2 separate regions of the Sus scrofa genome follow, and region 1 is linked to region 2. Evidence: chromatin contacts called from public Hi-C data. All regions are on one chromosome and are shown on one strand. The core of a region is the stretch at or near the end of the contact, and the rest is flanking DNA. Distances in the headings are between cores, read along the strand shown.

Region 1 (5,938 bases), core at 402-2,901, 73 kb after region 2:
AAAACTGGAAATGTTCAACTTGATTCTAATGCTTCACGAAAAGGTCAGCGCGGGATTCCAGAGCTTTACCTAGAGGATGTTAACTGTGTTTGCTGACGGGGTGAAATGGGGAGGGTCACTGTGCCCAGACTCGCCACGTCCACATCGCTCTGATCACATGTCGCAGGGCCAGCAGCAGGCCCTGCGCTTCAGAAAACAAATGAATGCACGCATACACACGTCCACACACATATTTGGACACATGCACACTGCATGTCCTCTCAGGAGCCAGAACACTTTCAAATTCAGTGACAGGAATGGTGAGCCACAGCTGGCAGTTCACTGGACAGGACAAAAACAATGTTTCTATAGAATTAATCTAAAGCACTGGGTTTCAATTCAGTGGGGCATGGCATAGAATCACCTGGGGAGCTTTTCAAAAATACGCATGCTGGCATTCCCATTCTGCCACGCAGCAGCAGAAACGAATCTGACTAGTATCCACGAGGACGCAGGTTCCATCCCTGGCCTTGCTCAGTGGGCCAGGGATCCACTGTTGCTGTGAGTTATGGTGTAGGTTGCAGATGAGGCTTGGATCCCATGTTGCTATGGCTATGGGGTAGGCCAGGCCAGCAGCTGCAGCTGTGATTCAACCCCTAGCCTGGGAACTTCCCATATGCTGTGGGTATAGCCCTAAAAAGCAAAAACAAACAAAAACAAAAAACAAAAAAACAACCCTCCCCCCAAAAAAAATTAAAAAAAAAAAAACATTCCTGGGCCTCCCCACATGCAGAGATTATGGTCCAGGACATATATGGTTTTGAAAAGGTCTCCATTCTGATAACTCATCTATTGACTCCCTGATTTCTTGTAAATACGGTATTTACAATGTGGATTCATAGCCTAAAGCTTTCAAATACTCAGGCCAAGTGAAAATGGCCAGCATTTCCTGATGCCCACATTACGGCTGTGGGTTTATCAGAGAACTGAATCATATTTGGCATCCAGACTCATGTTCTACAGATTACCCAAGACATCAGACCATGAGCACCCTAAACTTCTCTCTCATGGGATGGAGTGCAGATAAATGAATTTCTCTGAAACCCCATTCAGGTTTAAACCTGAATAAGAGGGGACAGAAAAAGGGCTCAACATGGCATTGCTTGCTCATGGGATCCCACCCTGACCACGTGTCCTTCTCATAGCCCAGCAGGCCTGGGCAGGTCTCCTATGCAGCTCCTAGTGGCCCCCACCCCAGCTTGTACTGTTGATCCGATCTGACGGGGTCACTGGCCTGGAGCAAGGCTGAGTAGAAATCTGAAACACTTTCGTTATCAGCCAAAAGTTGTCATTTGGCCAGTTCCTGAGGGTCAGCCCCTCCTCTTTCAGTAAAACCAAGTGTGAGTCAACTCAGGGGAGGCGGGTTGACCATAAACCCTGAAAAAACAGGGCTGCAATTCTGCTTCAAAAGACCTTAAACTACGCCTTACTTATAATTCTCATTTTCCCATTTTTAAATCTGCGATTCTGAAACAGAGCTCTTTCATAACCAGACCCTGCCACAGAAACAAGAGTCTGTCAATCTCTCCACCATCTTTATATATGTCTGGACGGTCAAAAGCATTATTGCTTCTCTGATGTCCTTCAGCCAGGCAACCTCAGTCACGAGCTTTGATTTCAGGAAGTAGCAAGGGCTGGGCTTAGCTGATCCCCAAAGCCTGGGCAATTCAGGATTTGGCACCACCTATGTTCCTAACTCAAGGTCACATGAATACTTACCACGGGATAATAATTGGCATGGTAAAGCTATAGAATTGTTTTAAAGGTTTTGTTAGTCCCCCAAATCCTAAATACTCCTGGTTGGCAAATAGTGCCAACCAGAGTTAGACCTACAGGAGCAGCACCTTCTTGACCACTCTGAGCCATGACAAGCCGGAGTACCCAAATGTGATCCAACTGGGGGCTTCAACTGGCAGCCACTGATCTTCACCCCAGGCATGCTGGGGGTGACAGATCCTTCTGCAAAAAACAATCTGAATTCTCTAAAATGACCTTGAACATGCTACATGCCAATACCACACAGTATCATATATATTAACTTATATGTGTAAGTTTAGAGTAAGAGAAAAAAAGATAAAGCATGCTGTTCACAACAAATTCACATGAAAATACCACTAATCTTTTTTTGTTTATTTTTTTTATTATAGTCGATTTGCAATGTTGTGTCAATTTCTATTGTATAGCAAAGAGATGCAGTCATACATATATATACATTCTTTTCCTCCTATTACCTTCTATCATGTTCTATTCCAAGTGATTGGGTATAGTTCCCTGTGCTATACAGCAGGACCTCATTGCTTATCCATTCTAAAGGTAATAGTTGACATCTACAACTAACATGCTTACTGAAGTGCCCATAGCTCAGGAATCAGGCTTAGATCTCTCTCCCAACTCCATGGCTTAAGGGCATGTTTGACGCTCAGTTTCTCAATCTATGCAAATGGGGATGATGTTACCTCCCTTGATTCTTCTTTAGAGGATTAAACAAAACAACAAATATGGCATCTGATACATAGTAAATCCTTAAATTAATAAAAGACTGCTAATACAGTAAAAGTTATCCCTGTTGCAATTATCAATGATCCTTGAGAGTATTCTAGGTACTGTGGGTACAGACACATTCACTCCACTTAACTGCTCTGAAATCACAGTCTCCCCCTAGTGGAGGACCGTTAATTGGTTTGTTCCTGTTCTGATGGGTTCAGCCAAGGCACACAAGTTTCCACGTAGGGCTGCGAGAAATAACTTTGTTTTGTTTTTCCACCAGAAATGGAGTCTTGGTCCAGGCAGAGGATGTATCTAGAAAGTGTGTGTTCTAACTTTCTGGAGCCAACGCACTCCTGCCCCAAGTAGTTGGGATGCTGCACTCTGGTCATCCCAGAGCTACACAAAGACTACTACTGGAAGTATTTGTAGCTGCATTATTATTATTATTTTTTTTTAGGGCCACACCCACAGCATGTGCAGGTTCCCAGGCTAGGGGTCAAATCGGAGCTGTAGCCGCTGGCCTACACCACAGCCATAGCAACACCAGATCTGAGCCGTGTCTGTGAGCTACACCACAGCTCACAGCAACGCCGGATCCTTAAACCATTGAGCGAGGCCAGGGATCAAACCCATATCCTCATGGATGTTAGTCAGATCAGTTTCTGCTGAGCACAACGGGCACTCCTGTAGTTGCATTATTTATTTGAAAACCTGTCTGGCAACTCTAGACAGAGCTCAGTCTTGGAAGGGAGGGGTCCCCAAGACACCCTAGGATTCCTTCCCAATGTGATTGTATCTGCTAGTCTGTACTCATCCTGTGGCCAAGAAGGACCTTCCTCCTCCCCAAATCTAGCTCTGCTCACATCATACACCAGGTGGACCGACGTCTCCAAAGAAACACCTCCAATGTCACCTTCCCACTCTTCCTCCCAAGAGGTCCAGGTACTCAGTGCCACTGATGCAGGTCAAACACAGAGCATCTCACTGAGGCAGCTATCAATGTAATAACCCCTTCAGGTACCCTTCCCGAGATGGCACTCCACTGGCCAAGATCATTTCCTTCATTTTTTACCAGCAGGGAAACTTAGATGCAGTGAGAACTGCAATGAAAATGCCACCCTCCTTCCCATCTTTCTATCTTTGTTTATTTGGTTCTTCTCAAATTTAATGTCCATTCTTCTGTCCTCTGCTGACTCCAAACTTACTCATTTTCCAACTCATTGCCCAAACTCCTCTCCATTACCAGCAATGCCCCCCACCATCACTCCCCTGGGACTGAACTGATCTCTGCCTGCCTCTAAGACTGAGTATCGTCTCTATTACAGTATTTGATATTTTAACGATGCTCCATATTACACTGTCACACCCAGAGTGAGCACCACAAATTGCAGAGAATGTTTTTAGGGCTTGTGAGAAAGGAATTGGGTAGGTTTCACTTCCCCAACCCCACCCTTTAATAGTTTCTAACTCAGTACAAGCCACATACCAGGTGTGGACTAAAAGCCTAAAAACTGACTGAAAGCCTCCTCTCAAGGCCACAACGCAACCTGCCAGGATACAGATGTTTACAGGAAGATTCCTGCTGCCAGCACTCAGGTTTGGCTCACCAGGTCCTGCTCTCTTTGCACATTCTGCCTTGGGCTAAATTGCCTAATATGTCAATATTTAGATTTTGTATTCTGTTCAAGGGCGTAAGGATCTTATTATTTATTTAACTCACAGAAGTCTTAAGTAACTAGATGCTTATGAAAGGTTCTGAGGACCCATAATAAATGATCGGTGCAGAGCCCCACTCACTGCCTGACACACAGACCAGTGGCAGGCAGGGGAGGGTTGCGGGGTGGGCGGAGGGTGTTCAGAGTCATACACATAAAACACTACCTGGAAGTCACCATGCACACCACTTTCATATGATCTGAAAACATCTCGCTGGCATAATTCGTAAGCAGAATGTCTTCATATTTAATGACCCAGTCACGTGCCTCTGAGAAGCAAGTTATAGCCGATACAACGACAATTTTGTTATAAGCCCCTCCCCGAAAATAATCTCTCTGCCTTGGATTCTGACCTCTCTGAACAGCTGCTCTCAGAAGCCTAAGAAGGCAGCCAGCCTTTGTGGGAGGTCACCTCACGGGGTGGTGATGTGAAGAGGCTTGGAATACAAAGGGCCCTCGCAGTGTGAGTTATAGGTCCAAAGAAACAGATTTTTTAACCGACGGGCAGAATTTATGCTTTAAGGGTTTATCCTGGCCAGGATTTCCGAGTCAGAGGAATAGACTCTGATCATTCACAGGCTTGGAAGGAAAATTAACAACAGTCACCCAGTCCAGCTTCCCACTTTGATAGCATGGGCTGGTGAAGCAAAAGCAGACCTGTCTACACCGAACGCATCCATTCAGTGAGTGGCTACCATGACCCAGGTGTTATGCAGGCACTAGAATACGACAGGAAACAAGTTAAAGTCCCCATCCATGGTCCCATGTAAATTCCCCTCCTATCTTCAGGAAAAATGAAAAGATCCCACAGCAAGCAATACACTGGAGAGGGTTCTTGGGTAACTAAGAATGGACCAACTCCTGCTCCTGGGAGCCTCAAAGTCAAGTGACCCTCAGACCACTAAGCTTTTCTAAAGGCTTCATGAACAACCAACTGCAAAGCAAACATACAAACAACAACAGCAGTTCCATGATTACAATCAGGACTCTGCGGCATTGAAAGGTCCTCCATCAGAACTACCAAAGACATCACCATCATTTTTCACTGCTTCTCCTAAAAGAGATTTAAGAAATGAATGGCTAAGAGAGGGCACAAACGGAGATAAATCATTTAATGAAAGCGTCATCACTTGAGGAGTCCAATTAAAAGTCGTCTTCTGTCATTCACTCATTCAACTAGTCAATAGTCCACCTGTATTGAGCAGCTCTGCGTGCAAAGCACTGTAAGAATTTGGCACCTTGGGAAATACTGAGATGGATGGCACCGTCCCAGCTCTGGAGGAACTTAAAAATCAATTGGGAAATTACAATTCTCATTTTACAGATGAGTAAACAGGGGCATGGACAGTTCAGGGATTTATTTTAAATGCTTCATCCTAGAACTAAATCATAGAGTCATCATAAAGATGGCAAACACTGAGCTAGAAGGTAGGACCTCCTCGTTCTAGTCCTGGTGCAGTCCCTTCTTTGGGGCTTCAATTTCCTCCTCTGAAAAATAAGGAGGCAGGTCTTTAGAGTGGGTTCCTCCAGCTCTGAGATCCTAGGATTCCACCACTTGTAACCAATAAGATTTGGTAGTGAGAACTAAGGAACTAAATTTCCTGACCAAGGGAGTACCTTTTAATGAGAATTATGATTTGGCTAACTTCAAGTCCCACCTCAAGCAATATGGGAGCCATTCTTATCTGCTGGCACTG
Region 2 (5,898 bases), core at 2,291-4,790:
AGTCAAGAAAGATAAGTGATTTATATAGAAATCTTCTCATGCCCTTTAAAAAGCCTCATGTCACGTCACTGGCCTGGGGTTAATTCTTTGGTGAAACTCCCAAGATAAGGGGGCTGTCACAGCACTGTCGAAGCTGCTCTCACAACTGGTCTCCCGCTGTTCTTTATTTATTTATTTCTCTTCACACCAGGAGAAAAACAAACTAAACCCAAAGGCATATTCAAGATCCTTGGCAGGAGGGCAGCGAGGGGGTTGTTTTGTCCTTGGCGGAGCTTCCACGGGAATCCGGAGCAGCTCCAGACAATGTCCACTAGAGGGCACTCTTTCTTCACCAAGGACTGGCTGGGCTGGGAGGGCCTGGTCTTTTCCAGTCCCCAGGTTCTTTTCGAGCTGGGGAAAATAACCCCACTTAGATTCCTGCTTCCACGGGTGGGGCAGACAGCAGAGAAGGAGAGCAGCTCTACAGAGACAGTGGTCTTCAGATTCAAACAGCAGTTCAGGGACCAAAGCTGGGCTGAGGGGTCAACAGAGATAAGAGATGGATAGACAAGAGACGTGTGGTTGGGAAAAGGGCACAAGGCGTTCCCCCCAGGATGAGACCTCATACTTTCCGACCAATCCCTTTGCTTGATCTGAAATCATAAGACTGAACCCCTGTGCAGGTGTTCCACTGTCCACAAGTTGGTCTTCAATACACCTGACCAGGAAGCTCGCCCAGGCTCATCGCCAAACCTGCTCTGCTATCTCCCAGGTGGTCAGAACTTTGGACAGAAGTGTGGGACAGAAATACATTGTCCCTGCATTTTGAGAAATAGAGCAAAGTGCCTGCCTCCTGGAAATATCACAGTTACACCTTTTATTTGTTCAGAAAGTACTTCGGCACCATGAATTGCATCACCTTATATAAAACATGAATATTAAAAAATTAGATAGTGGATAAACGAAGGCTGAGTAGTTTCCCCCCAATCAAAGCAAACGGGAAATGCCATGACTGGAATTTAGGTCTTTCACACTTAGCCACTTCATCTTCTACTACAACAGTAGGGTTCTGACTCACAGAACCCTACAGTAGCCAAGGGGATATGATTTCAGTTCTGCATAGGAGTGTACAGATGCACACAAGCACGCATGCACACAACGTCCTGATGCCCAGGGCATGACTGATATGCTTGTTTTGTTTGTTTCTTTATATATTTTTGGCTACACCCACAGCATGTAGAAGTTCCTGGGCTAGGCCTGAGCTGCTTCAGTGCCGATGCTGGATCCTTAACCCACTGTGCCACAAGTGAACTCCCATGTCTGACACTCTAAGGAAAGATAATCAGATATGAGGTAGGAAGGAAGGAAGTTCTTCCCATCGATTTCTTACTTTCTTTGAAATTTCCTCCAAATCCGATCCTCTTCAATGACTTTTTTTCTGCCATAGAACCATTATAGTTAGAGCCACTGGGCCATGTGGCTCTTCCCTTTCAGCCATAAAAAACCACTAACTACCGTGCCATCCCATTTCAAATCTCAGCTCAAAATCTTTCTCCTTGAAACCTACCCAGACAATAGCTAAAAATGAACTCCCTTGCCTCTAAGCCACCAGGGCAAGTACTATCTACATCACAGCCACAGCACATCTCAGAACAGCCAATGTCACAGCTGCTGCCTTGCCAGCAAGACTGTGAGCTTCTGAGAAGCAGTGACGACCTGTCCTACATCCATGCATCCCCCCTGTATAACCTCACAGAGCCACTGGCACTGAGCATCTATTCAAGCATCTCTTAACATAGGAAAAGGAGGGAAGGATGCAGGATGGTGTGGCCGTGGTGATCTCTGCCTCAGTCCACTGTCCTTGGCCAGGCAGGCAGTTTCTTAGATGTGCTCTTCCTCCCACTGGTCCAGTTACAAGTTGGACGAGGGTCAAACTTCTGGTAAAAGGCCTGTCCCTCTGCCACGTCTTCCACCTGCACTTCAAAGAATGGTCAAATCGGACTTTTCAAATCTGAAAATTCTAAACAAAGCAAATACATGCTGTCATCTAGTCAGAGCCTCTGGAACCCACAGCTGGTATGTCTCCAGTAAGCCAACATTACCCATGAAGGCTCTGGGTATGAGGAAGAGCCTGGCACCTGACTGGTACCTGGGAAAGAATTCCTCGGAGGGCGGGCAGTGGCCTCCAGTGAAAGCTGCACAATCTATGTTACCCACATGAGTCCTCTGAGGAATGCTTGGTTCACATAAGCAAATAACTAACCAAGCACCTCTAAGGTGCCAGAAAGGGAGGTGGGTGCTGAATAATCCGACATGGGCGCTGGCTTCAAGAGCCCAAGTTTAGATTCCTTCCGTCTTTCTTTACACTTTGCACCAACTGTCCTGAGACCCGTGGTGGGAACATCACATTGCCAGAGTAGGTGGCTGGCAAGCAAAAAAAGAAAAAAAAAAAATCACAGTAGACACAACTCTCTCTTCCTTCCCCCAGTTTCTTTCATTCCTCATAAGCACAACTGCATCCACAAATAATAAATTCCTAGCTCAAGCTGGAAAATAATGATGACATAGTTTGATTCTTTTGAACAAAATGTGGAACCGAAACCTCACATTAATGGCTTGAGGTTTAGGATAAGTGTGTCCTGATGTTTTCCATGAATTCTCAACCCCCTCATTCATTTGCGTGTGTGTTTAAAAGACTCTGTCCAACAAATGGAAATCGTTAACCATTTGATTTTCTAAGTTTTACAAACCAGGATTAGAGCTTGTTGCTGGTCAGAGCTTCCGGTTAGCCTGGGAGAACTAGTTACCATCTGAGTTGAGATGGTCCATCCTGGGTGGAGATCTCTGATGCTGCAGTTGTCAGAAGGTTCATGGAGTCTTCAAGGGTGAAGTTGTCCAAGTTCATGAAGTTGTCCAAGTTCATGGAGTCTTCAAGGGTGAAAGCCACCCTTGAACTGGCAGCTGTCTGCCTCTCAGCTGTCAGAAGCTCAGGGACACCAAGGTGGGACCCACAGATCTCTGGTCTCTTAGTGCATCAACAGGGGTTTACATAGGAAGATAAGATGTCTTCTAGCCCTTTCAACTTTTCTCCTCGGTTTGTTAGGCAAGTAGCCCAAGCAAGGGGCCTTGAGGGCTTTAAGTCGGTCAAGAGAGAGGCTTTGAGATTCCTGAAACATTTCATCCACAATTACTCAATGAGCATCTCCTGTGGTGCGAGGCACTGTTATGTGTTTCAAAATAAAATGTGGTCTCATTCTTCACATGCACCCATCACTACCATGTGCAGGGCTTTGTGAGAAGTTTTAAAGCTGGAGATAAAAATACAAATGTATGACCCTCTGGAGATGATTTTAGGGTTTTTGCTATCATGGTTAATACTGGGGGGCAGAGGCATTTCTTTAAAGAAATATGCTACGCTTTTTTGTCATCCCCTTTTCTGGGCCAGGCTTTGGCGGCTCTGGTCACACTCATTTTCCACTTCTCAGGAAACACTCGGGCACGGATCCCGTTCACAGATCCTCTGCTTGGCACACGGAGTCTCCTGGACCACCTGGCAGAGAGCAGACTCCTGCACCGGGCAACAGACTCCTGCCTTCCTGGATGGGTGCCGGCTGCCTGGGCGAGGGGCATTGGTCCTTAACAGCTCAAGCTTGGACTGCTGCTCAGGAAACCCCTCGGCCTGAAGAGGCGCCACAGACATTGGTAGGAGGGCAAGACTTCACACTGGCCTTGGCCTCAGACTGCTAAGCAGAGAGGTGTAAAGGAAGAAGAAAAGCTTCTGGGGGGGACCAGTTCAGGGTGTGGGAGCCCCACAGACTTGGTAGCCCAACGTGCAAGAAATGGTTTCCTACTACATTGTACCTAAAAAGCATGAAAAAGGTGGAGCCATTGGTTGGCGGCTTGCCATGCAATCCCCACAAATGCAAGCTTCTCTCTCCAGAGGTAGTTTCTCAAGGAAGTGGCCACAGAGAAAGCAGGAGAAATGCCTCACTATTCTCTTGCCTTAAGAGGAGAATGGTTCTGTAGCTTGGAGTCTCAATGAGACATCTAGCATATTGCCTGCAGGTGCTGATACATGGCCAGTTTCCTCTCCCATCAGATTTCAGTATCCCCCACAAGTATAAACACAGGCCCAGGCTCTCTTCTGTTCACCTTGTACCATGGCACAAAAGAGGAACACTGGTACAGAGCCAGGTACCAGACTCCTACCATGTGACCTTGCCTCCCTTCAGCTCAGCTTCTTTATCACCCAACAATCAATAATAATACCAACCACACCGTAATTCTTATTAAAGGATTAAATAAGGTTATTTTTACAAAGGCACATGTCCATACTTGGTAACTGGTAGCTTTTCAATTGTTGGTTAAATCGAAATCAATCCCATCGATAAAGGTCCCTTTGGGAAGAATAAGAAAGCAAGATGGATTTAGAGTTAAGAGTTGGGGTTTTGTATGTTAGGAAACAGCAGCAGAGCAGAGGGAACCAGGCTAAGTCAATGAGTGTATAATAGACATACAGACACACGCATACGTACAGTCGCTACCTCACCTGCTGTGCTTCTAGGAAAGCTCGAAATGTCACCATCAAGGCCAGGAAATCGATCCTCAGCTCACACAATACAATTCAAAACATCTTTTTCCCCTCCTTTTGCTGGTTCTTTATGGTTTTGGGTTTTTTTTGTTTTGTTTTTTGTTTTTGTGTTTTGGGGGTTTTTTGGGGGTTTTTTTTTGGCCATACCTGTGGCATGCAGAGAAGTTCTTTGCCAGGAATCACACCCATGTGACAGCAGTGACCTAAGCCACATCAGCGACAATGCCAGATCCTTAATCTGCTGTGCCACCAAGGAACTCCTTTATGTTCCTGTCTTGCGGTTCTTCTCCCAAGCACACTGAGAATCTTGCTTCCTCTGAAGCCTGACGTGCCCCCTCTTTACCAGAGGCTCCAGCTTCAGGCTTCCTGAGCCAGAAAGCATTCCTGATCTGGCAGAGCTCAGGATGAAAGACACAATCCTTCTAGAAAGCCAAAAAGACCCTTCTGGGAACCACTCAGCACGGAAGCAACCTCACTTTCGGTCAGACAAGCTAGCCTGGATGCTATCTTTAATAGCTGCTTCCAAATTTCCATTAAAAAATAAATAAATTATAACCAGGAGGGAGCAGCAAAGACTCTATTCAAGACCAAGGTTTGAGGAAGTATGTTTCAGTTTCAACTTTTGGGTGGGATTCAGACGTCACAATCATCCTTCTCTGTCAGGGCACAGAGAAACCCCACATTCAAAATACTAAAGGTAACTGGATATTGCCACGTGCATATCTTGCACGGTCTTACCTTCTGGACATCATTCCACTGTCTCAGGACTACAAATGCTTTTTCAGCTCCTAGTAACTAGCAGGATATTCTTGTGCATAGTTTCAAGCTCAATCATTGCAAAACTATTTTTTTTTTCCTTCGATCTTCCAAGCAATTTCCTCAGAACTAAGTTGGAAATAAAGAGCATGTTGTCCCACAAAAATCTTTCCAGGGTTTGAAAACCACAGAATAATTCAAAGGCAGGGTTCCTAGTACAATGTGTTGTTGACCTTGAGGGGTCCTCACAGAAGATAGTGTTAATTTAGTCTTAATTTACCCCATGATTGTTTCCAATCCCACAAATTGCAGAAGGCAAATACTACTACGGATCATATACCTTTATCCCACTGGAGGAGGTGTACTCTACCACAGGAGATGATTTTCACGGACAGAGGTGTGCAGACCAAGCACAGACAGAGGGATGACATCCCAGTTGGCAAAGGCAATTTCCAGCCAGGGTCAGATACAGGGTCCAGAATCAGGAAACAAGGAGCAACATTCTGGCTCCATCCCTTCGGCCTCTTTAACTTGGTCCTTCTACTTCTCCCTAATTCTTGTGAATGAGAAAC

Evidence for each region. A called contact is a pair of places that touch in the nucleus more often than the background predicts.
Region 1: a contact with region 2 is called in a Hi-C map of omental adipose tissue, with 2.2 times the contacts expected there. The contact joins two enhancer-like sites. A contact is called at or near these places in 19 of 47 Hi-C or Micro-C datasets (alveolar macrophages, embryonic fibroblasts, epiblast stem cells and 11 more) and 1 of 2 datasets of contacts at active chromatin or transcription factors (skeletal muscle).

The regions. Positions count from the first base shown.
Region 1 is chr4:86,002,375-86,008,312 of Sscrofa11.1, forward strand. The region is part of intron 2 of PBX1 (pre-B-cell leukemia transcription factor 1); the gene reads right to left. Among named protein-coding and RNA genes, the nearest start is that of PBX1, 160 kb to the right of the region's middle. Within about 2 kb of position 1,652, at least 18 of the 83 cell types and tissues checked have an H3K27ac peak or open chromatin away from gene starts, as enhancers often do. A contact at or near this core is called in omental adipose tissue, where this site is marked.
Region 2 is chr4:85,927,536-85,933,433 of Sscrofa11.1, forward strand. All of the region lies in intron 2 of PBX1 (pre-B-cell leukemia transcription factor 1), which reads right to left. Among named protein-coding and RNA genes, the nearest start is that of PBX1, 240 kb to the right of the region's middle. Within about 2 kb of position 3,541, at least 6 of the 83 cell types and tissues checked have an H3K27ac peak or open chromatin away from gene starts, as enhancers often do. A contact at or near this core is called in omental adipose tissue, where this site is marked.